Linked DNA regions of Mus musculus: regions 1, 3 and 4 are each linked to region 2. The links are chromatin contacts, called in public ChIA-PET, HiChIP or PLAC-seq and Micro-C maps. All regions are on one chromosome and are shown on one strand. Each heading gives the region's core, a stretch centred on a gene start, on an enhancer-like site or on the middle of the called end of the contact. The rest is flanking DNA. Distances are from core to core; before and after follow the strand shown.

Region 1 (5,466 bases), core at 294-2,793, 210 kb after region 2:
TTTTTGCAGGTGCCCAAAAAGGACAGAAGAGGGTCCTGTGTCTCTGGACTGGATAAAATGGCTGTGAGCAGACTGATGTGGGTGTCAGGGGCAGACCTGGGTTCTCTGCTGGAGCAGTGTGGTGTCTTAACCGTGGCTGGGCCGTCTCTACAGCCCACTGTCTACACAGTCTATGCTGTTAGCATCACTGTGACAGTGCATTGTGGGGTGAGTGCAGTCCTGGAGGGGTGTGTGTGTGTGTGTGTGCGCGCGCACTCACATACAAACAGCATGCCTGCAGCAGCATAGCTGACAATGGAGCTGAGAGAGAGGATCTTCAGCAGTGCCAGAGGAAGAACTGGCTGACACTTAAGAACCAAGACAAGTGCTGTACAAAAGGCGGAGTCTCAAGGTGGCTTGTCACATGCGATTCCACACTGGGTTAAGCGAAGCATGACTATCTCAGGGCCACTACTTCATGAAGGTAGCAATGGCAGGCAGGGGCCATGTTTACACAGCTCAGAACAAAGACAGACAAAGCCTTAGCATACCATCTCTATTTCTGCAATGTTTGTTTTTGTTGTTGTTGTTGTTGTTGTTGTTTTCCTTTTTAGTGAGTATATACCAGTATAATTAACAAGACAATCCAAAAGCGTCTCCCCTTCCAGCCCACACTACAGGCCCAAACTCTGTCTCATCAATGCTGACATAAACATAACCCTTGGAAAACAGATCAGTCAGTTCATAAAAGCTGCATACAGAGATGACATGAATGGAAAAGGAGAAAGGAATTATCCAGTAGCACTGCAGGCCACTGCTGCTCACTTCTGGGCTGGTGGTTTCTGCTCCCTGAGAGAACATGCAGGGCTTCTGAGAAAATACTGAGTTAATGCCTCACTGCCTTGTCTGAAAGTTCTAGTAAGCCAGGCCAAAGGGCTAGCCTGGGCTAGCTTGTAGGCCGTAGGCCACGACAAAGGGCTAGCCTGTAGGCTGGGTGCACACACACAGGACAGAACAGCAAGGAGCAGAGGGGCAGGCGTGAGACTCTAAGTCTTCTTTCAAAGCTCTCAGGAGCTGGGAGAATTCTTGAGCTTGGGACAGAAGAGCTTCCACAAGGACATCTGGCAGCCAGGATTAGCCCCTCTGTCACCCTCTGAGCTGGCTATGTGTGGTCACTCTACAGGAAGCCCCTAAAAGAATCGCCCTCCTTCTTCAAGAAGCACCAAATTCAAATGCACAGGCCTGTTTCACCAAAGTTAATTCCCACGATCCTTTTAGAAAGGGGTTCACACTGTAGCCCCACACAACTTTCAACTCTGGACGTCACAGTAATCCCCCTGCCTGTCTCCATAACCCCCCTTCCTGTCTCCAGAGCACTGGGATTACAGGTGTGGATAACTATGCACGGCTCCTGTGGTTTCAGACTCTAGAGCAGGCACCAGAGCCTTGCCTGCTCTACATTTAGAATGCTCCCGCAGGACGGACTTCCTGAGCCGTGGGCGTCTGCACCAGCCCACACACAGACCCAGTGCGAGCGAGCGTGGGTAGAAATCATCATCTCAGTTCTGAGAGGAAACAGCGAGACCAAAGGGCCGGATGCTCAAGATGCTTGTGGAACAACAGCAGTCTCACCAAGGCAGTGCAATGAAGGAAAGGGGTTCCTCGAAGGCCATACGGCTGGAGATGCACACTTAAAACTCCTCTACATGGAACACACCTCAAGTACAGAACTCAGAGATACAAAATTTCTAGAAGGAAGTATAGAAAAAAAATACCTCTGGGGCTGGAGAGTGAGTGATGTGCCTGTTCTGAGCACAAGACCCGAGTTACAATTTAGATCAGCTACCTAGAAAATGCCAAGTGTGGTATATGTAGCTATAGCACCAGCCAGGGGTGGGAGAACGTAGCCCTTGTCTCAAAATGTAAGGTCCAACAGCCCTAAGGGCACAGGCCTTTAATCAGAACTTAAGCCAGGCAGAGGCAGGTGGATGTCTGTGTGCTCCAGGCCAGCCTGGTCAGAGTACAAGTTTCAGAGCATCCTGGCAAGAAAATAAATCAATAAATTGAAAACAACTGAGGAAGCTGCTTGACACCAACCTCTAGTCTCTGCAACCAAACCTACATGTTGCATGTACATGTAGAAACAGGCACACCCCACACCCATTCATGCACATATATGCACACACACACACACACACACACGACTTATGACATTATGAACTTTAAAAAGCCATTAAAAAAGAAAGGACAAATTGAACTTCTCCAAAATAATTAAGATCTCAAAGCCACTATAAAGATGGCCATAAACTGAGAGAGGCACATTCAATAAAGAAGTTGTCAGTGGGGTGTGGTGGCACAGGCCTGTGATCTCTCTCTATTTATGGCCAGCTAACAGCCAACAGGAGGCACGAGGCATGCACAGTGGAGGGCACCATAGCTACAGGGAGCTGGGAGAGGCAGGCTCTGCAGACACCACCTCCAGCCTGCCTGGCGCCCTTGCTCACTCCCTCTGCAGGGCTAGAACATACATCCAGAAGCACAAGCAGGCCGAGGTGCCAAAGCACTACGGTTACAGGGAGAGCCCATCATGACCCTAACAACCTAGCCTGCTCAGGACTCAGAGCCCATCATGGACCCAAACAACCTAGCCTGCTAGCTAGCACGACAGGCTCCAGCTAGTCTCCATACAGGTGCTGCTGTCCTGGATTCTGTTCACACAGCTGTCACTTAGGTGACCTCAGCTGTCACCTGGGTACTCTCACCTGCCCTGCTACACGTGAGGGAGGGCTGCATCTTCATCCATTCAAGGGCATGGAGTCCGGGTATTGAAGGAGACCGAGCACAGGGGGCCTGACCGTCCCTGCAGCGCATTCCTTCCTGTGCTGTGGGAGTGGGGTAGGCATACCTTCAGTCCTCCCGTCTGTGGTCCCCAGCTTCTTGGTTTCTGCCGTGAGCAGCAGCTCATATGGGTGCTCCTCCTCTTCCTGGGGAGCACTACTCTGAATCCTGGGTCTCACAGCCAGGCCCTAGGAGACAGAAATAGCCAGACATGTTGGACAGAGGCAGGTGGCACATGACAAAGCTCTGATTCTTGCCTAGAGGTTGACATTCTGGAAACTTCATGTCCAGTGCATGAGGCTGAGACGCAGACCATAAAAGAGGGGCCTGGTGGGTGTGTGGTCCTTAGGAGCCTTCTCAAACAAATCCTCTCCCAGGGGAGTTGTGGCTTATGTGGCATACATGATGACTTCAGTTGTTACCATGTGAGCCTGGCACCCCCATGCCCTCTGCCACACACCCTCCACACTGTGATGCAGTCAGACTCCCACAGAAGCTAATGAGCACACAGCTGCTTCCTCTTGGCTTCGTGGTATTCCAAACCGTGAGCCAAAGAAATGTCTTTATTCTTTAATGTACCCAGACTTGGAGATTTTGTTGAAGCAATGGGAAAACCTAAAACAATTTCTATATGAAATCCCCACAACCTGATTAAACCATTCTTTTTTTATCTTTTTACCTCATTTTATCCTTCGATACAAATCTAAGCCTCTCTTTCCTCCCCTCTCTCTTCCACACTGCTTTCTGTGGAGACTACTTTCTTCTCCAACATGCACCTACACTTCCCAAAGGCCAGTATCTACCTCAAAAGGAAGACATGATACTCTTGATGCTCAACCCTTCACAGGTACTAGACACAAACTGGCCTGTCCGCATCCTCTTCCTCCTCCTTTGCTACTGCAGTCCTGAATAGCCGTGGGAATGAAGCAACCCCAAAGCTAGCTTTCTCCCACGTTATAAGGTGACTTCAGATTCCCTCTAACAGTCTTGACAGTCAGCAACTACGGAGTGGGTTTCTGTGGGCAACAGCAGCTCCACCTGCTGAGACAGCACTGATCAAGCAGAGACACACCGTTAGTGAGCGTCAGGAGCCGTCTGTGGCACACGGAGGGGTACGGAGACCCCTGCTCTGATGATTCTTCTCACCTGTCCTGAGCCCAGTGTGGTTAAAGGCAAGTTAAGGATAATTATATCCCAGCAATCAAGCTAGAGCACAAAACTTCCAGAGCCCAAGTGATGGGTAGAGCCTGGGCGTGAAGGGGGCGGGGCTGCGATTCTCACTGACAGATCAGCAGGTCCTCTAGGCAGAGCTCCTTAGGACACACAGATACCTGTCATTACACACTGGGAAGGCAACAGGCTGGTGACTCACCAGTCTCCTGTGGGGCTCCCTGTGACCACTTCCCCTGAAGAGAGGACAGCTCTCCTAGTCTCAGACTGAAGGAGAAGCTGATGTTTGCTTACGAGAAAGGCTGCCATTCTGACGGCAGAACAGTGTCTCTAACACTCTGTGGAGCCCAGCAGGGGCCCCTCTGTGCAAGCCACCTGGAAGCCATGGCTCCTTTACTCTGGGAGTCCTGGGCATCTCTATTCCAGGAACACAATTAAGGGAACAAAGAGGAGCCATTAAGTAGTTTGCTCGACCCCACAGGCTCTTCTGACAGGAGCTTGTGCTCTGCAGGTTTACATCACATGATCCTCAGGCAGGGCTCTGGAATCTGACTACTGCTTCTATGTCTGCTTCAGCAAGAGTTCTCCCCAGGCCCAGGAAGGCTTCCCTGAACGGGAACTGACCTGGATGCCTGACCTACAGCACGGGGCTGGACACAAGACTTCCAAGGACAAGTGTGAGCAGAGACCATCACCCACAACAGTGGGGACACAGTCACAGCTAGAGTACCTGCTTCTGGCCCATTCATCTGTAAACTCAGCAAGCCAGGCACCTGTCCAAGGTCACCCAAAGTTCACAGCAGAGCTATGCCACTAAGCACACTTCCTCAGATTCTAATCCAGACTGGCCTCAGTATTCTTACATCCAAGGTGAACGGCCTTTCCTGTTCAGCTGCAAAATGAGAGCCCTACCTGGACCCAGACAATATCCGAGGGTGTTCCTGTCTGTCCTCTTGCTCTAGCCTGACCAAGCTGTGGGATGAAATGTCAGAGCCAACAACCAACCTTTCTTCCAGCCATCCTTCCTCCCCCAGAAGCAGCCCTGAGTCACAGTGACTATGGCAGTAACTGAATTTCAACAGAAAGAATTCAGCTTTTTACTGCATTGCTCCTAAGTTCTCCTTCCCTCTTCCTCTAGGGCTGGCTGAAGCAGTGATGACTGAAAGCTGAAGCAGTGCACTGTCTGCTCTGTGAGGAGCAGCCCCGCTTGGTCACAGCATGTTGTGAGGAGCTATCACCAATTGTAGCTGGGGTGTATGTGGCTGAGGAGCCCCATGATAGAGGAGACCACAGCTACCCTCATGGCAGCTGGCAGCCTCTCAAGAGGAGTGAAAACCTGGAGGCTGGAGAGATGGCTCAGTGGGTAAGAGCACTGACTGCTTTTCCAGAGGTCCCAAGTTCAATACCCAGCAACCACATGGTGGCTCACAACCACTCGTAATGAGATCTGATGCCCTCTTCTGGTGTGTCTGAAGACAG
Region 2 (5,370 bases), core at 1,823-4,322:
CATACATACATACACACACCCCTCACATACACACTCACACATACATACACACACACACACACCACACATACCCCCCCACATACACACACACACACACACACATAAGCAAATGCAATAATATGGAAATAAATAAATAGCCTTTAATCCCAGCACTTGGGAGGCAGAGGCAGATGGATCTCTGTGAGATCAAGGCCAGCCTGGTCTATAAAGTGAGTCCCAGGACAGCCAGGGCTGCACAGAGAAATCCTGTCTCAAACAACAACAACAACAACAACCACCACCTAACTAACTAAACAAAAATTTTAAAATCATAACAAAACAAACGAAACCAAAAAAGCAAATAAGAGACTTCATAGAAGAAATCTTGTAGCCGGGCGTGGTGGCACACGCCTTTAATCCTAGCACTCGGGAGGCAGAGGCAGGTGGATTTCTGAGTTCGAGGCCAGCCTGGTCTACAGAATGAGTTCCAGGACAGCCAGGGCCACACAGAGAAACCCTGTCTGGAAAAACCAAAAAAAAAAAAAAAAAAAAAAAAAAAAATCTTGTTTCTCCCGCACCCAGCCCTGCCCCCCCCCCAAAAAACCTCCCTCCCTCTCTGTCCTCTACATTCGTTTTTCTTCTTCTTCTTCTTCTTCTTCTTCTTCTTCTTCTTCTTCTTCTCCTTCTTTCTCCTTCTCCTCCTTCTTTCTCCTCCTCCTCCTCCTTCTTCTTCTCCTTCTTCTTTTTTCTTTTCTTTTCTTTTTTTTTTTTTTTTTTTTTTTTGAGACAATCCCTGGAGTGTCGTGCTTCAACCTCAAGTCCTGGGATCACAGGTGTGCCACCACATCCAGGTGTGTCCCACCTGGGCTTTTCTCAGCCCAGCCCCTCCCCCTCCCCCTCTGGCCCCCCCCAGGATGCACCAGGCCAACCAAAGCAGCCCTCCATAAGCATTCGGAGGGGAGAAGAGGCAACTCAGACTCAGTGTGATCTGGGGTTGGGGGGGTTATACAGTTTCCTGCCTGTCCCCATCAGAGGCCACCAAGGCTGTGAACCATATTCTTAAAACCAGCTAAGCCCGAGCCCTCACCCCCTACATCCACAGGAGACTGGGTGTACCCTGCTAGCCTATCTCTGTCCTCTGCTTCTTCCTCCACCTTCTGACCACTTCTCCATTCCTCCTCTCTGACTCTCCCCACCTCCAGCAATGTCATTACTTCCCTCCCGGCCCAGCATCCACCACATTGGCCCAGGTTGGGGGGGGGGGACCCTTCCCTCACATGCAAGGGTCCTGACATTTCTGCCTCTCATTCACATGGCCCCAAAACTCTCAGTGTTAGTTTGAGAGTGGACAGGTTTCCTGTGAGGCAGATGTGAGTGACATTTACTGTTTCTGGCCAGAGATGTCACTACAAGAGGGCTCGATTCGAGCAGGGAGGAGCACAGTTTAAGGGTATATGCGCTCAGAGGTTCTTCCCCAGAAATTCCCAACCTGTGGGCATTGGGGAGTGGGAGTGGGGCAGGAAGGGGCTGGTCAGAAGCTAACGGGGGGGGGGGCTCTAATTGGGAGGCCTTTCTAACTGATGACACCAAGGGCTGCACACTATGCACACAAGGCACACAGAGAGCCTGGAGAGGGGTCAGAAGTCACAGAGATGGAACATAGTATCTTGGGAGCAAGAAGCCATGTGGTGGAGTACTAAAGAGACAGGGTTTGGGGGAAGGTGTGTGTGTGGGGGGGGGGGGCACAGTTTCTACAGGATTGGTGTCTGGATGACCTGTTTTTCTTTCTGGGCAGAACTCAACTCGGTGACGAGAGCTGGGCAGACATGGGAAGGGCTAACCTTGCCTCTCTAGGGAACCAGAGGTGGTACTGGACTCTCTTTCCTGGGGCAGTAGAACCTTAGTCATTAGATGCTCAGAAAGCCAGCTCAGCTGGGTAGATGGAGCTGGCTAGAGCTTCTAAGTTCATAGGACCCAGCTTCAGCAATGTCGGAGTTGAGACAGAGGTGGGCCATGCCTGTTCTGTGCCATCTGCCTCCCAGGGTTCCTATCATGGTTGTGAACAGTGGAAATTGTAAATACCCAGATCTTGAGGGGCGAGTGGGAGGCAGACACAGCCTCCTGTGGTGCTCCAGGTAAAGTATTTACAGAGAGTGACTGGATCCCTAGCAGGGTTGAGGCTACTCTGACACTTGGCCCAACACTCCCTGGCTCCAGCAGCCTAGACTTCTGCTGGTTTCTCCTACATTCTCCCCTGGGAAGAAGACACCTACCCAGGAAGGAGAGAGCTCCTTCCGCTCCTTGGAACTGTCCAGGCCTAATGGTTTTAAGATGATGGGGGTGAGTAGAGTGTGTGTGTGTGTGTGTGTGTGTGTGTGTGTGGTCACGGAAGAGGTTTTCTCAGACCCGGCTTCCCCGACACCCTCAGCCCGAGGTCTTATAAGATAAATCTCCCAACCTGTTCTGTTCCTGCGCTGATAGGTGGCCCACATTACCGCTTGCTTCAAGTCGCCAGCTTGCTTTGCAAATGGAGGAGGCTCTCAGAGCCAAGGGCAAGCACTAACTGTTTTTCTTCAAAGCCATGAGGAAGCCACAGGGAGGAGCAGGGTACGTGCCCAAGCATGACGCTGGGGAACCCACAAGGAGCCCGGGAAGGGGCCTGGCTACTCAATCTCGGAACCTCGTGATGCCACCTCTACTGTCTGTCCAGTCAGGGTACTTGGTTCTAGACAGTGGCTTCTGGTGGCATGAGCCCTCTGGGGAGCATCCACTGAGCTACGCTGCCTTTGTGGCCCCGTCAGCGCTCCACCCGGGGCCAGGGCTGCTGGATGGCAAGGTGTCTGCCAGTAGCAAAGGCTTCCGTGGCTGACTCTCTGGGGTGGGAGCTGGCACGTTGAGTCAGCCTCCCCTGAGCCCCAAGGATGCCACTCACCTTGAGTTGGGACTTGGAGACCTTGCCGCTCTTCTCCACGTCCAGTGCAGTGAAGGCGTACCAGATAGACTTGAGCAGCTCCTTGCGCAGGGCCATGGCTGAGGCGCCCGCCCCGGCCCAGGGGCGGCTCTGACACCAAGATCCGGTTTCAGGAAATGCAAACGGCTGCAGACCGCAGAGAGGCCCTGGTGCAGAGCGGAGCGAGAGCTCCACCTGCCTGTTCCCTCTTGCTTCCAGGGCCTAGCCAGCTGCTCTCGCCACGCTCTGCTTCCAGGGCTGACCCTCCCAGAGCTGGAGCCCTCCTTTGGGCCCTGGCTCCCTCAGCACAGATAGTCACTTTAGAAGCCTGCTTGCCTCAGGATCTTCCCAGGCTCCCAGTGGTAGCTCTAGAGAGAGGAAGCAGGCCCTTCCAGACTTGGAGGGACACAGGATCAGGAGTCAAGCTTACCAAGTGGAAGCGATTGGATGAGTTAGCCCCAACAGTCTACTCTTAGTACGTTCCTACCTCACAGAGCTGTGTGGGTGCCTGAGACTGGACAGAAAGAAAACTGTAGGCCCTGTAGGCCCGGGACAGGATATTTCTTTAGAGCCACCCAGCAGAAGCTCAGTGCAGAGTTCTACCCAAGCAAAAGCAACCCAGCGGAGGAAGGACAGAGCCAGCTGCTTCTCCGCTTCTCCACGACAGGGTGCCTTGGCAGTTTGGTTTGCTGTTTCCCCCTCCCCGGGCCTTGGCTCTAAAAGAAACTTCAGAATACTGCCCACTTTGTACTTGATGGCTTTCAAGACACCAGAGCCTGTATTTAGGCACACAGGGTGACCTTGACAGTGGGGCTCACGTCAGAAATCCAGTCAGGGGCAGGGCAGGCCATGGGCAGAGCCCTCTTCAGCAGCCTCCACTTCTTCAGATGCAATGCCCACACAGATCATGGTGGCCATTAAATTTCAATGAAGTCAGTGGAAGCTAATTCTGGAGTTGTGCTCCACCCATCCACCTACTCACTCACAGGGGCATATACCCAGCCCCTCCACTTGCTCCTCACTTGGAGTTCTAAAACCTTGGGATGAGTTTGAGACCACCTAGGCTATGAAGAACAGTTCTGTCTCAAAAACAAACTATAAAAAAGCCCAGAAGGGGGGAGGGAGGAAGGGAGGGGAGAGAGAGAGAGGAAGAGAGAGAGAGAGAGGAAGAAGGAGGAGGAGGAGGAAGAGGAGGAAGAAGAAGAGGAGGAGAGGGGGAAGAGGAAGAGAGGAGGAGGAAGAGGAGGAGGAAGAAGAGGAGGAGGAGAGGAAGAGGAGGAGGAGGAGAGAAAAGATCCCAGCTGAGCAACAGCAAATGAGGGCTTCCTTAGGTGTCCCAGGAGAGGATAATCTTATGCACTTGGTCCCTGATTTCCTGGCTCTGTCAGCAGGAAGGGGCTGGGGGCTCATGAGAGCATCATACAGAGAGATGACGAGGAGGGAGGGAGAGGCTCCCACAGTTCCCACAGTGTTCCTACACAGCTGTGGGTAGCATTATAGCTGCTCTTCATGAGGTGCCAGAACCTGTCCAGCTGTGGCTGCTCTGGCCTTCTGACGTTCTTTTTGGGGGTTCTTTAGCGGGGTCCCCCTGTGTCTTTGGGGTCTCACGGCATGAACTTAGACATCCTGCCCCCTAACTGGGTTACAGAGCCGGGATGTTAGCACTGGGAAGAAGTCACTGGAACCCTGGTGAGGTTGTATGTAGTGATGGTGGCAGGGAAGGAAGGGTCCAGGCTCTGTTCAATGATGGCAAGGCAGAAGACCCAGAATTCTGGCAGCCCGGGCATTACCCCAGATTCAGCCACAGCCCAGGAAGAAGCACAGCCACTCGGGTCCTGTTTGGCGTAGGTGTGGGCAAAAGCCTACCAGCGGGTCCCAGAGCTCACCTCTCTTAGGGCCTCTTCCTGCCTGGACCCATGGAGAGCCACCTGCTGCATGGGTGGGCGCTGAGGCCACGCAGGGCTAGGAAAGCAGGCTGGAGCTTGGCCAGCCCTGCCACCAGGGACCAGCACTGAAATGATGGAGGAGCCCAGGTGGAAACTTGCAACTTTTATTAAATACTCATCCGCCCGTTTGCCACCACCACCCAGAGCAGGAAAAAAAATTATCAAAATAGGATTAAAAACCCAAACCACAAAACAAATGAAACCCAGTCCCCAGCAGTCTGGGTACAGGCCACTCGCTTGCCTCTCTGCCACAGACAAGCGAAGAGGCACCTTCACTCCAGCCACAGGCCCCTGAGGAATTAATTCTGACTGTGGTGGTGGGAAGTCCCTGGTGCCAAGTGGCTAGGCATCTTGGCCACCGTAGCCCCAGGAGACGGTTATTGCTGGGAGGCGCTGGGCTGAAAGCTGTCGGCCTTTCCCCTGGTGGTACTAGCAGCCAGGGTGGAGGCCAGTCCTCGTCCACCTAGTCACCACCTCCCTGAGGAAGGGAGTGGA
Region 3 (4,875 bases), core at 1,001-3,500, 190 kb after region 2:
ACCAAGGAAAAGACGTTACAGAAGAGACCAAGGCTGAAACCGCAAACACAAGCCGCAAGGCCTGGTGGGGAGACAAAGCTGCTTTGGGAGACTAGTGCTTAGGGAAGGTCTCCTTAACCAAAGATGCAAACCCAGAGGTCACTGGAGCAAAGCCATCTGACTACAGAGAGATGTTCATTCCTGGGGCAAGAGAGACAGCTCACAGCCAATACAGCTCACTGCCCTTGCAGAGGATGGGGTGTTGTTCTCAGTCCCCCCATCAGAAGGTTCAAACTGGAACTCCAGCCCCCAGGGGATCTGATGTCCCCTTCTGGCCCCACCCACAGGTGCCTGAGTTCACATCTACACATCCCCCACCCGCTTATGCACGTAATTAAAATAAAATCTTAAAAATCTGTCAGTTGGTGGTGGCACAAGCCTTTACTCCCAGTGCTTGGGAGGCAGAGGCAGGCCTGGTCTGCAGAGTAAGTTCCAGAACAGCCAGGGCTACACAGAGAAACCCTGTCTTGAAAAAGAAAACAACAAAACAAAACAAAAATTAAAATATTTTTCTTCATGTTAAAAAAAAAGAAGAGAAGAGAAGAGGAAAAGAAAAGAAAAGAATAGAATAGGGGTGTGGACATCAAGAGCTCAGCTCAGCAGTGGATCATTTCCCAGCATGCACAACGCCCTGGGCTCCATCACCAGCACAAGAAACAAACCCTAAAGGCAGCTGACATCCTTTGAGAAGGACCAGTCCCTTCAGGCACAGAGATTCTACAAATCACACCGAGGGAGAGGGACTGGGGTGTGGGAAGGCAAGGGGACAGTTGTCACTCCACGCTCCTCACTCAGTACTTGAATTTGTGGCTGCATGGCCAGTGTGGTGGTCCACCCCTGTTTGTAATCCCAGCAACCCAGGAGGCTGAGGAAGGAAGGTCCACCTGGGTAACACAGCAAGACCCAGTACAGCAAAGAAAGATATTTCTTCCTGGCCATTAGAAGACATTTAAAAAAGAAAGAGAAAACCAAAACCCCCACTATATAAGAATTCCGAGTTCAGAGTTGGCTCTGCCCAAATTTCCATAGAGCTGGGCAGGAGGCTGCTTAAGGCACAAACTCTGTCCAGAGGCACAGAAACAGCTCTGAGACTTGGCTTGGGCAGCTCTATCCTGAACTGCAGTGTGGAGACACAGTTCTCTACTGTCCAGTGGACAGGGCTGGTGGCTGAAGAGAGACTTGCACAGGAACAATGTGCCAGCAAGGACTGCAGGACATTGTCCTTGCCTAACAGACATGAGGCCTCACTGGGCTGGAACACATCCTGCTGAAGCCAAGGCCTCTGAAAGCGGAAAGGGGGAGGGCTCAAGGCGTGCCCGTAACTCTCAACCTTGGTGTTCACCAAGAGCTGCACACCAGACTGACCTATGAGTGACGCCCTGTCATCACCCCACCCCTTAATAACTCCCCAAACCCCAAAGAAACAAGGAAATGGTAAGGAACCAGAATATTTGTACAAAGCACAGATTTCTTTGTGTTTATGATGACTTCTTGGCTGTTTAAATCAGGACAGCCGGGAACAGGTTGCCACAAACTGCCATTTGTAAGCCCCTACTGCGCTCAAGCAGTTTCCCACCTGTCCAGACAGACAATCAGGCTGCCTACAGCTATGGACAAGGGATCCTGTGGTGCCAGACACTGGGTCATTAGAGCTGGTGAGACACGGGAGAGCCACCGGGCTTTCTTCCTTCCTATTCACTTGGTGGCACTGAAAGGGACTGGCACTGGAAAGGGCAACAAGAACAGCAATGGGGGAACTCTGAGCTGGGGACCTGGACTGTTAGAGACCCCAAGGGAGTAGAAAGCCCTGTGCTGCCGATTCCTAAGGAAGCCAACTCAAGCTGCATGAATTGCTCTCCTGGAGTTGTATAAGAAAAGGTTTGTTCCCGCCCCCACCCCCACCAATTTAACAGTGCCAGTTAAACTTGTCTGAGGACATCATCTCTGGTCCCTAAGAATCTCCTACTGTGTGTAGACCTACAAACTCCAGGCCCAGAGGATGACTGCAGTCTCTAGATCTCAGAGTTCTGCACCTGGCTGTGGTGAACTATTTGTAACCCAGGGTCAGCCTCCTTGGGATGTGTATGCAAAATATATCATGTCCCAGTGGATGTAGATAAGATGCACCGGGCCCTGGAGGGATGCACGTAAGGCACACCATGTTCCTGGGCGTGCATGTGAGATGTGCCAGGTCCTGCACGGACGCATGTAAGCCACAAGAGGCAAGTTCCCTGTGGCAGGGCCTCACATGAGTGCTCACCACCGGACTTCCTTTACACCCGACCAACGACGGCAGGCCGGCCGCTGACTCTCTTCCTTAGCAATTCTGAACCCCTTCTTTTGTCTTAGAATCCTGGTCATGTGATGAACTCATGGGAACTTCCTTCCTGAGATAAGGATGCCGCCATCTATGCCCCAAACAGAATTCACTCAGGGGTCCACCCAATGGAGAGGAAGCCTCAGGAAGTCAGATCTCATTACAGTCCCACAACTTAGAACCATGATGTGTGAGTGTTTAAAAGGCGCCAACATAAACTAATCCAACCAACGGGAAACAGACGAGGAATGAGAGGCAGCCACATTGCACAGAGAGAGGCAGGAAAGAAAGCACTGTCTCTGACGACACAGTGTAGGGTGGAACCTGAGATGGCTTTTACAGCACAGATGATCAGGAAGTGGCTTCCACCTCCAGCCACACCACAGGCCAGCCTTTCCCCATCCTCAAAAGCATCCTCCCTTGGCCTGCCCACTGTACTAGTCCTCGCCTGTGGCCTTCTCCCACCACCAAGCACACTGTCAAACCTGCTCATTCACCCTTTCCTTCTCTGCTTTCTGGAGTGCGCATGTCGTGAGCGAGAGACTTGGTCTTTCTGAACGATGCTATTTTCCCTACGGCACCTACAGCAGTGCCTGAGACACAGCAGGCACTCAACAAAGCAGCCTGATGAATAACTGCACAGAGAAAAAAAATAAACACACAGAAAAGAAGAGAGACTCCTACTGTGTCTCAGATACAAATGCTTAGAAGCATACAAACCCTTTTTGCCCACAGTCTGTCAGTGCCATGACTATGAAACTCGAGCCAGGCTGTGTAAGAATGTCCTAGAAAGCGAAAGCTGGCCGTGGTGGTGCACCCCTCTAACTCTGCTGCTGCATCTGAGGCCAGTCTGTGCTGCATAGGGAAACCTTCAGGTACCCCCTCCCCCAATTCAGAGAATATGTTTCCATGACTCTCAGCTCTGGGATAAAGAGCACATTTTTATCAGCTACACATTAACTTTCACTACCTGTCATGCATCACCAAAGCTTTTTTTTTTTTCTTTTTTTTTTAAATGTTGGGGAGCTGGAGCAATGGCTCAGAGGTCAAGAACACTGACTGCACTGCTCGTTCAGAAGACCAGGAGACCTGGGTTCAATCCCCAGTTCCTAAGTGTTGGTTGACAATCTGTAACTCTAATTCAGGGGATCTGATGACCTCTTTAGGACGCCATGGGCATGAGGCATGCATTCAGTACACACATACATGCAGAAAACATCCATACACATACATCTCAAAAACCAAAATAAACCAAAACATGGTGGTGCAGATCTTTAACCCCAGGATTTGGGAGGCAGGGCAGTGGATCTTGGTGAGTTTGATGCCACCTTGGTCTATGTGTTGATTTCTAGGACAACTACATAGTGAGGTGCATGCCTTAGTGCTCATGTTTGTTCATGTAGTAGTGTCATTCTCTCTCTCTCTCCCCCCTCTCTCTCCCTCCCTCCCTCCCTCCCTCCCTCTCTCTCTCATGCATACACACGCACACACACACAGCTGGCAAATACAGCACCACAGAATCTGCCCCGTTGTGTGTGCTGTACCCACTGGGCTCACTGGCCCCTTGCTTGCTGTGAGGACAGCAGGGAAGCCGGGCTGGGGGCAGGAGGAGACGCCTGCAGCTCAAGGAAGCCCAACGGTGCGGGGTCCAGCTCTCTGCTTCCCCGGCATGCTGCCATGATAGCCCAGGAAGGCAGCAGGAGGCTGACTGGTCTGACCACAGACTGAGGAGCCAGGACTTACAAGTTGCAGGTAAATGGCAGATACTGAGAGCCCCTGGATCTGACACAAAGCCCGGAAGGCAGAGCTGCCAGGACAATGCTTCAAACCTAAAACCAATGGAAACTCAGAGGGTAAGGCTTCTACTCCAGTGTGAGCCAGGAAGCAACTTAAATAGACATTCCAAGCTCCGAGCTGTCCCCAGAGGTGGGAGAGCCACATTCTTGTTTAGAGTGGGAGTGCCCAGGATCAAGCACGCCAGTGTACATACCAAGGGACAATGCACACTGCAGATCGTGGCAAGCTGAGGGTTCCGGGTAAAGGGCAGACCTCCTTGTCTGCACCCACCTCTAGGTGGCGAGGGAAGCCAATGCCTCTGTGGAGCTGCACCAATCACCTCTCTTCTTGATGACGTCATGCTGGCTCTAAGGAGCAGTGCGGGGAAGGGGAAGCTCAGGGCTTGGCCTGACAGGGTGCTCTGCCTGCCGCCTCTTCCCCTCTCAGGAAGGGGCTCAGCCGAGGGTCCCTCAGCCACCATTTGAGACTGAGAGCACGGCACTCTCCACGTGGACATTGCTGAGCAAGTGTGGAGCTGAGCACGCATACAGAGCACATCACTGCTTTCCACCATCTCCCACTTCTTTAATATTTATGAAAGCTGATTACAAAACACAAATTTATCACTTAAGCCTTCAGCCAAGTGTTTCCTGGCTTGCGTGTTTTTGCTAAGTAGACAGGCAGCCTTCTGTGGTTTTCTCTTCCATAATCTCCAATCCCATTCAAAAGTAGGCACGTGGGGG
Region 4 (5,432 bases), core at 82-2,581, 200 kb before region 2:
CTCTGGACCTTCGGAAGAGCAGTCGGGTGCTCTAATCCACTGAGCCATCTCACCAGCCCCTGGGTTTTGTTTTGTTTTGTTTTGTTTTGTTTTTTATAGCACTATAAAGCAGAGACCTGAGGCTACTCTTCATGAGCCTCTGTACTGAGAAATGCTGTCACATCTACTACTGACTTACATTAGGGGGTTGGAACAAGAACACCATGTGGGACAACTGCAGAACTATGGGGCCATAGTCACCTCAAAAGAAACACTGGCAGAGACAGTGTGTATTTGTAACAAAGTTATAAACTAACGTATGACTCATGGGCAGCCAAGCAGATGGCGATAGGAGCCCTGAGCAGGGATCTGGAAATGGAGCTGTCCCTTCCATGTCATTGAGGCCAATCACCTGTGTTGCAGGGAGCCTTTCAGGGGTGATAAGTATATTTCAACATGTTTCAAATCTTCCTAAAATGACCAATCTGGATAAAATCTGGATCACTAGTCACACATACGGAACACATTATTTTTAACATGTAATCTGATAGACAGGATCTTTCAAAACATCAGTCTGTTGGGGGGAAAAAAATTAATGAAAGGTTCAAAATCACTGACCTAAGACTTACCCCAGAATGTCTCTGAACATTTTGTCTCACCAAGCACTTCCTGGAGGCTCCTTCCTCATTCTAGGTGAGGAGCAAGGCACCGCCCACCGCCGCCCCACCCCCCCACCCCCCCAGTCAGGCTGTCTGCTTCAGAGGCTGGAGGACTGCCTTCTGTCTGCTTGTCCCTTCTCCCTTCAAAGTTTAAGGAGCCTTTCTTTTGGCTGTGCTGCTCTGGCCAGCGTCATCTTCCCAGAGTATCTGACGTGATGTGTGCCATGTGCAGAGTGTGGGTGACTGTAGGGATGGGCTGGACTACAGTTCTATGTCCCTTAATATCTGCATGATCTATTCACCTGCCAGGCCAGTTTCAGCTGTGGGCAGAGAGGGACTGAATGTGGTATTTAGACTGATGTTGAAACTTCCTTTCAACCTCTGAACACTCATGCAGAGACACAGAAAGCACTGTCCTCATCCGGTTCTGAAAGTTACTGTCAGGCACTGTAGCACTGTCACTGCACAAAGGAAGGCTAAGGACGCTCTGCTGTGTGCGGGCATCTTGCGCCCCCTAGTGCTCCTTGGGAAGGAAGTGTGGCCGCGGCTGGCTGATTGTGCTTGAGAGCTGGAGTGTTGTAGGAAGAGCTCTACATCGTCATGGCTCCCTCTCCCGAGTGCAGTCAGGTCTGCCATCCCTTGTACAGTCGTACAGGAAGGGTCCTCTGTATTCAAGCTTGTAATTACTGTGCAGAAAAGAACTGTCACCTATATTCCAGGTTTACTCGTGTTGTTACAAGCTGCCATTCCGTGGTGCAGCTGTACCTACAGTAGTCAGCACGCTGTCTCCACCCCACAGTTTGTTGTTTAGGGCATGTGCTATGTACAACATTCAGTGTTTACAACTCTCAGAACTCAGTAGTAAGCAGGACCATATCTAGAGTCTGGTTACTCTGAAACAGCGCCTCACAGGGGTCACATATCAGATATCAGGTGTCTACGTTCTGATTCATAACAGTAGCAAAATTACAGTTATGAAGTAGCAACAGAAAACGTTTCATGGTTGGGAGTTTTATGGTTATGAGAAAGGGGGTCATAGCGTTAGGAAGGCTGAGAAGCACTGCCTGGGAGCTGAGGCAGGAAGACTGAGTTTGGCACTAGACTTGTCAATTTAGCAAGGCCTTTTCTGTGTGAAATAAAAACATCAGCCTAGAAATAGAGCAGGGATGGTGCTTGCTTAGTATGCATGAGGCCTTGGTACGGCGGAGGAGGCTGCTAGACCAGACAAGAGCAGGACAGTCTCTCACACGGTAAGCTTGCTCTTTAGGGTTATGTACACTGTGTGCTATCAATGGCCGTGGTCAGCACAGGGCATTCTGGCCCACCCACTCTTAACAATCACATGGTGCCGGGGTAGAGCCCCGGCACTGCAGCTCTGCCGTGCTGCCTCTGCTTTCACTGCTACTGAGAGCCGAGCGTTTGCACAATCTGCTTTAGACAGGCCTGCTGTGTGGGGACTGCCAGTTACCATATTGCAGTATTTACTATCAGTGCTGAATGCCAAGAGAAAAGAGGAAAGTCACCTCCTCTTCCATAAGCCAAATGGCTCACCATCCTTTTGAAAGACTGAGGAATGTTGGTTCCAAACAGTGTAACCTCCTGCTGCCAGGCTGAAAGAACACTGAAGCAGCCATGCGGTGGCATTACCCTGGTCCAGGCCACCTCACAGGCCAGCAGAGCTTCCGCAGAACTAGGGAGGGACAGGAGATAGAGTGGGGCTGACATGCAGAACTATTCCGTGTGAGCACTCGGCTAGGGCAGGCCACGCTCACACTTCACTGCATCCTTTCCAGATGGATACAAGTTGTTGGGGGCTTTTTTCTCCTAGGGAGGCAAGTACACGCAGGCCGTGATTCAGTACAGGAAGATAGTGTCCTGGCTGGAGATGGAATACGGCCTGTCAGAGAAGGAGTCCAAAGCCTCAGAGTCGTTCCTCCTCGCAGCCTTCCTGAACCTGGCCATGTGCTACCTGAAGCTCCGAGAGTACAACAAAGCCGTGGAGTGCTGCGACAAGGTGGGTGAGCCGTACTTCACTCTCCGTTTATCTGTGTGGCACCTCTGCCCCCTTCAGGCTGTTCCTCTATGGTCAGCATGAGCTGGGACGCCATAAAGGATGGGGCTTTTTGTGCACTACTTTTATCCTGCATTTTACATAAAGCCATTAACAGAATTGATAAGAGTCTTCATCTGTGGTCTTCCTTACCCTGGTCCTTTGTGGGAGAGGAGACAAAGAGCCTTGAGGTTCCCTCTTTATTGTTTTGTTTGCAAGGCTGGGGATTGAACCCAGGGCACTGTGCATGCTAGGCAAACACTTTACCACTGAGCCATACAGCCTACCCCCAGTGACACACTTCCTCCAACAAGCCACACTTCCTAATTTCTAATCCTTCTAATCCTTTGAAACAATTCCATTCCCTGGTGATGATGTATTCAAATATATAAGCCTGGGGGGGGGGGGAGACATTCTTATTCAGAGCATTTACCACCATGGTTAATGCCTATGGTCTCAGCATTTGAGAGGCAAAACAGAAGAATTGAGAGTTCAAGGCTGGCCTGGGCTACATGAGTTCTTGTCTCAAAAAATAACTATTATCAAGATAGCTCAGCTGGTAAAGGCACTTGCTGTCAAGCCTGATGACAGGAGTTTGATTCCTAGGACCTTGTGGGAAAGAAAGAACAACTTTGTCATATGTCCTCTGGCCTCTTCCTCATTCATAGTATTACATGTGCATACACAAAGGTAATAATAATATATTATTTTAGAGATTTATTGATGTGTATGAGGACTCTGTACCTGCCCACCAGAAGAGGGCATCAGTCCTCATTACAGATGGTTATGAGCCATCATGTGTTTGCTGGGACTTGAACTCAGAATCCCTGGAAGAGCAGTCAGTGTTCTTAACTGCTGAGCCATCTTTCTAGCACAATAATACATTTTTTAAAAACAACAAAAAATAGATATAAAGTGGCAAAAAAGACATTTTATATAAGAGTTTAGTTGGCTTGTTTTGCCTTGAGAGAGGAATATTATTGTTAATTATACTTTTTAAAGTTTGTGCTGTTTTTTTTTTTAAATATATAGCTGTTACAAAGTTCAGAATTTAAGCACACAAGAAAGCCCAGCTATCAAAAAAAAAAAAAAAAAAAAAAAAAAAAAAAAAAAAAAAAGCCAGGCAGTTGTGGCTCATGCTTTTTTTTTTTTTTTTTTTTTTTTTTTTTTTTTTTGGTTTTTTGAGACAGGGTTTCTTTGTATAGCTCTGGCTGTCCTGGAACTCACTTTGTAGACCAGGCTGTCCTCGAACTCAAAAATCTGCCTGCCTCTGCCTCCGAGTGCTGGGATTAAAGGGGTGCACCACACAGAGAAACCCTGACTCGAAAAAACAAAAACAAAGAAAAAGAAAAAAAGCCCAGCTATAAAATTCCCATCAACTTTCTCTCCCAAAGCCACTCATTTAAAGATTTACTTTATCTTTAAAATATTTGTACATGTACAGATAATATTTGTGTTATCTGTATGTGGCGCGCGCACGCGTGTGTGTGTGTGTGTGTGTGTGTGTGTGTGTGTATGCGCAGGTGCTCCCTGGGTCCAGCAGAGGGAGTCTGATCGTTAGAGCTTGAGTCCCAGGCAGCTGTGATAGGGTTGCTGGGCTGCTGGGAACTGAACTCGAGGCTTCTGCAAGAGCCATGCTCTTAGCCCGGGAATGGCTTCTCCAATCCTTTAGACATTTACTATGGTAGGAGAGGTTGTCTGCATGTGCGTGTGCACATGGTACACACATGGGCGGCCTGGGGGTAGTTCTCCTTCCCCCATGCTGAAGGACCAAGCTCACTGAAGCTCATCAGCAGGTGCCCTTCCCACTGAGTGTCTCTCTCCCCTCCCAGAGCATCTTTCTCTATAGAGTCCTAGTTTTTCCAAATGAAGAATAACTGCTTTATTTTTTTCAGTCAAACTCTCATATCCCAGTTTGACTTAAGACTTGCTTTGTAGCTGAACTTCTGGTCCTCCTGCCTCCACCTCCTGTTGGTGGTTTGTTTTATTTGTTTGTTTGTTTTTGTTTTTGGTGGTGGTTTTTTGAGAGAGGGTTTCTCTGTGTAGCCCTGGCTGTCCTGGAACTCACTTTGTAGATACGGCTGGCCTCAAACTCAGAAATTCACCTGCCTCCACCTCCCGAGTGCTGGGATTAAAGGCGTGTGCCACCACCGCCCGGCTGTTTTGTTTTTAAGATAGGGATAAAATTCAGTATTTTGTATATACTAGGCAAGCTAAGATAAACCCCAGACTTTGCATATGTATTCTTAAAATATGTAGATTTAGGACTGGAAAGGTGGCTCAGAGGCTGTAAGAGTACTCACTGTGCAAGCATATAGGGCCCGAGTTCAGATCTTGGCACTCAACATACAAGCCTGGCCTAACCCACAGAGAAGGGGAGCACTAAGTGGATCAGGATAAAGGATCACTAGTGCTTGCTGACTGCCAGTCTCTCTGAAAACTTGAAAATTGTGAGCTCTAGGTTCAAAAGAAATAAAGCAGAAAATAAAAGGGAAGATACCTGTCGTGCGTGCGTGTGTGTGTGTGTGTGTGTGTGTGTGTGTGTGTGTGTGCTCGCTGGCACAGATGCATCGATACATACTTGTATAATACACAACACACACACACAAATATATATATATATATATATATATATATATATATATATATATACACTAAATAGAGAAAGATTTGGACATAGTTATTATGTGAAAGCAGCAGTCTTTCCACGTCAGATGAGTGCATTCTACACTTGTCCCTCACTG

The links. Hi-C and Micro-C count contacts between places; a contact is called where the count stands out from the background. ChIA-PET counts read pairs in DNA pulled down with a chosen protein or histone mark. HiChIP or PLAC-seq counts read pairs in DNA pulled down with a chosen protein or histone mark.
Region 1: an RNA polymerase II ChIA-PET map of effector CD8 T cells shows a contact between it and region 2, with 7 read pairs. The contact joins the enhancer-like site here to the promoter of Def6 in region 2. A contact is called at or near these places in 1 of 39 promoter capture datasets (embryonic stem cells), 1 of 484 Hi-C or Micro-C datasets (nephron progenitors), 3 of 115 datasets of contacts at active chromatin or transcription factors (the HPC-7 cell line, effector CD8 T cells and memory CD8 T cells) and 3 of 9 other capture datasets (adipose tissue, liver and pancreatic islet).
Region 3: a contact with region 2 is called in an H3K27ac HiChIP or PLAC-seq map of the HPC-7 cell line, with 8 times the contacts expected there. The contact joins the enhancer-like site here to the promoter of Def6 in region 2. A contact is called at or near these places in 2 of 484 Hi-C or Micro-C datasets (CD8 T cells and LSK cells), 5 of 115 datasets of contacts at active chromatin or transcription factors (the HPC-7 cell line, effector CD8 T cells, embryonic stem cells and 2 more) and 2 of 9 other capture datasets (liver and pancreatic islet).
Region 4: a contact with region 2 is called in a Micro-C map of the G1E-ER4 cell line, with 2.9 times the contacts expected there. The contact joins the enhancer-like site here to the promoter of Def6 in region 2. A contact is called at or near these places in 5 of 484 Hi-C or Micro-C datasets (the G1E-ER4 cell line, the HPC-7 cell line, the N1E-115 cell line and 2 more), 2 of 115 datasets of contacts at active chromatin or transcription factors (bone marrow-derived macrophages and effector CD8 T cells) and 3 of 9 other capture datasets (adipose tissue, liver and pancreatic islet).

What each region holds. Positions count from the first base shown.
Region 1 is chr17:27,993,473-27,998,938 of GRCm38.p6, reverse strand. Anks1 (ankyrin repeat and SAM domain containing 1) reads right to left here. Exons shown (of 25, transcript NM_181413.4): 11 at 2,885-3,005. Among named protein-coding and RNA genes, the nearest start is that of Gm35290, 11 kb to the left of the region's middle. Within about 2 kb of position 1,543, at least 38 of the 459 cell types and tissues checked have an H3K27ac peak or open chromatin away from gene starts, as enhancers often do. A contact at or near this core is called in effector CD8 T cells, liver and memory CD8 T cells, where this site is marked.
Region 2 is chr17:28,205,480-28,210,849 of GRCm38.p6, reverse strand. Def6 (differentially expressed in FDCP 6) reads right to left here and starts at 3,072. Exons shown (of 11, transcript NM_027185.3): 1 at 2,912-3,072. The coding sequence starts at 3,007. Zfp523 (zinc finger protein 523) reads right to left here. Exons shown (of 14, transcript NM_001357995.1): 14 at 4,964-5,370.
Region 3 is chr17:28,013,021-28,017,895 of GRCm38.p6, reverse strand. The region is part of intron 12 of Anks1 (ankyrin repeat and SAM domain containing 1); the gene reads right to left. Among named protein-coding and RNA genes, the nearest start is that of Gm35290, 8.2 kb to the right of the region's middle. Within about 2 kb of position 2,250, at least 158 of the 459 cell types and tissues checked have an H3K27ac peak or open chromatin away from gene starts, as enhancers often do. A contact at or near this core is called in CD8 T cells, the HPC-7 cell line, LSK cells and 3 more, where this site is marked.
Region 4 is chr17:28,403,305-28,408,736 of GRCm38.p6, reverse strand. It overlaps Fkbp5 (FK506 binding protein 5), which reads left to right. Exons shown (of 11, transcript NM_010220.4): 9 at 2,467-2,652. Among named protein-coding and RNA genes, the nearest start is that of Gm22146, 40 kb to the left of the region's middle. Within about 2 kb of position 1,331, at least 116 of the 459 cell types and tissues checked have an H3K27ac peak or open chromatin away from gene starts, as enhancers often do. A contact at or near this core is called in the G1E-ER4 cell line, the HPC-7 cell line, adipose tissue and 3 more, where this site is marked.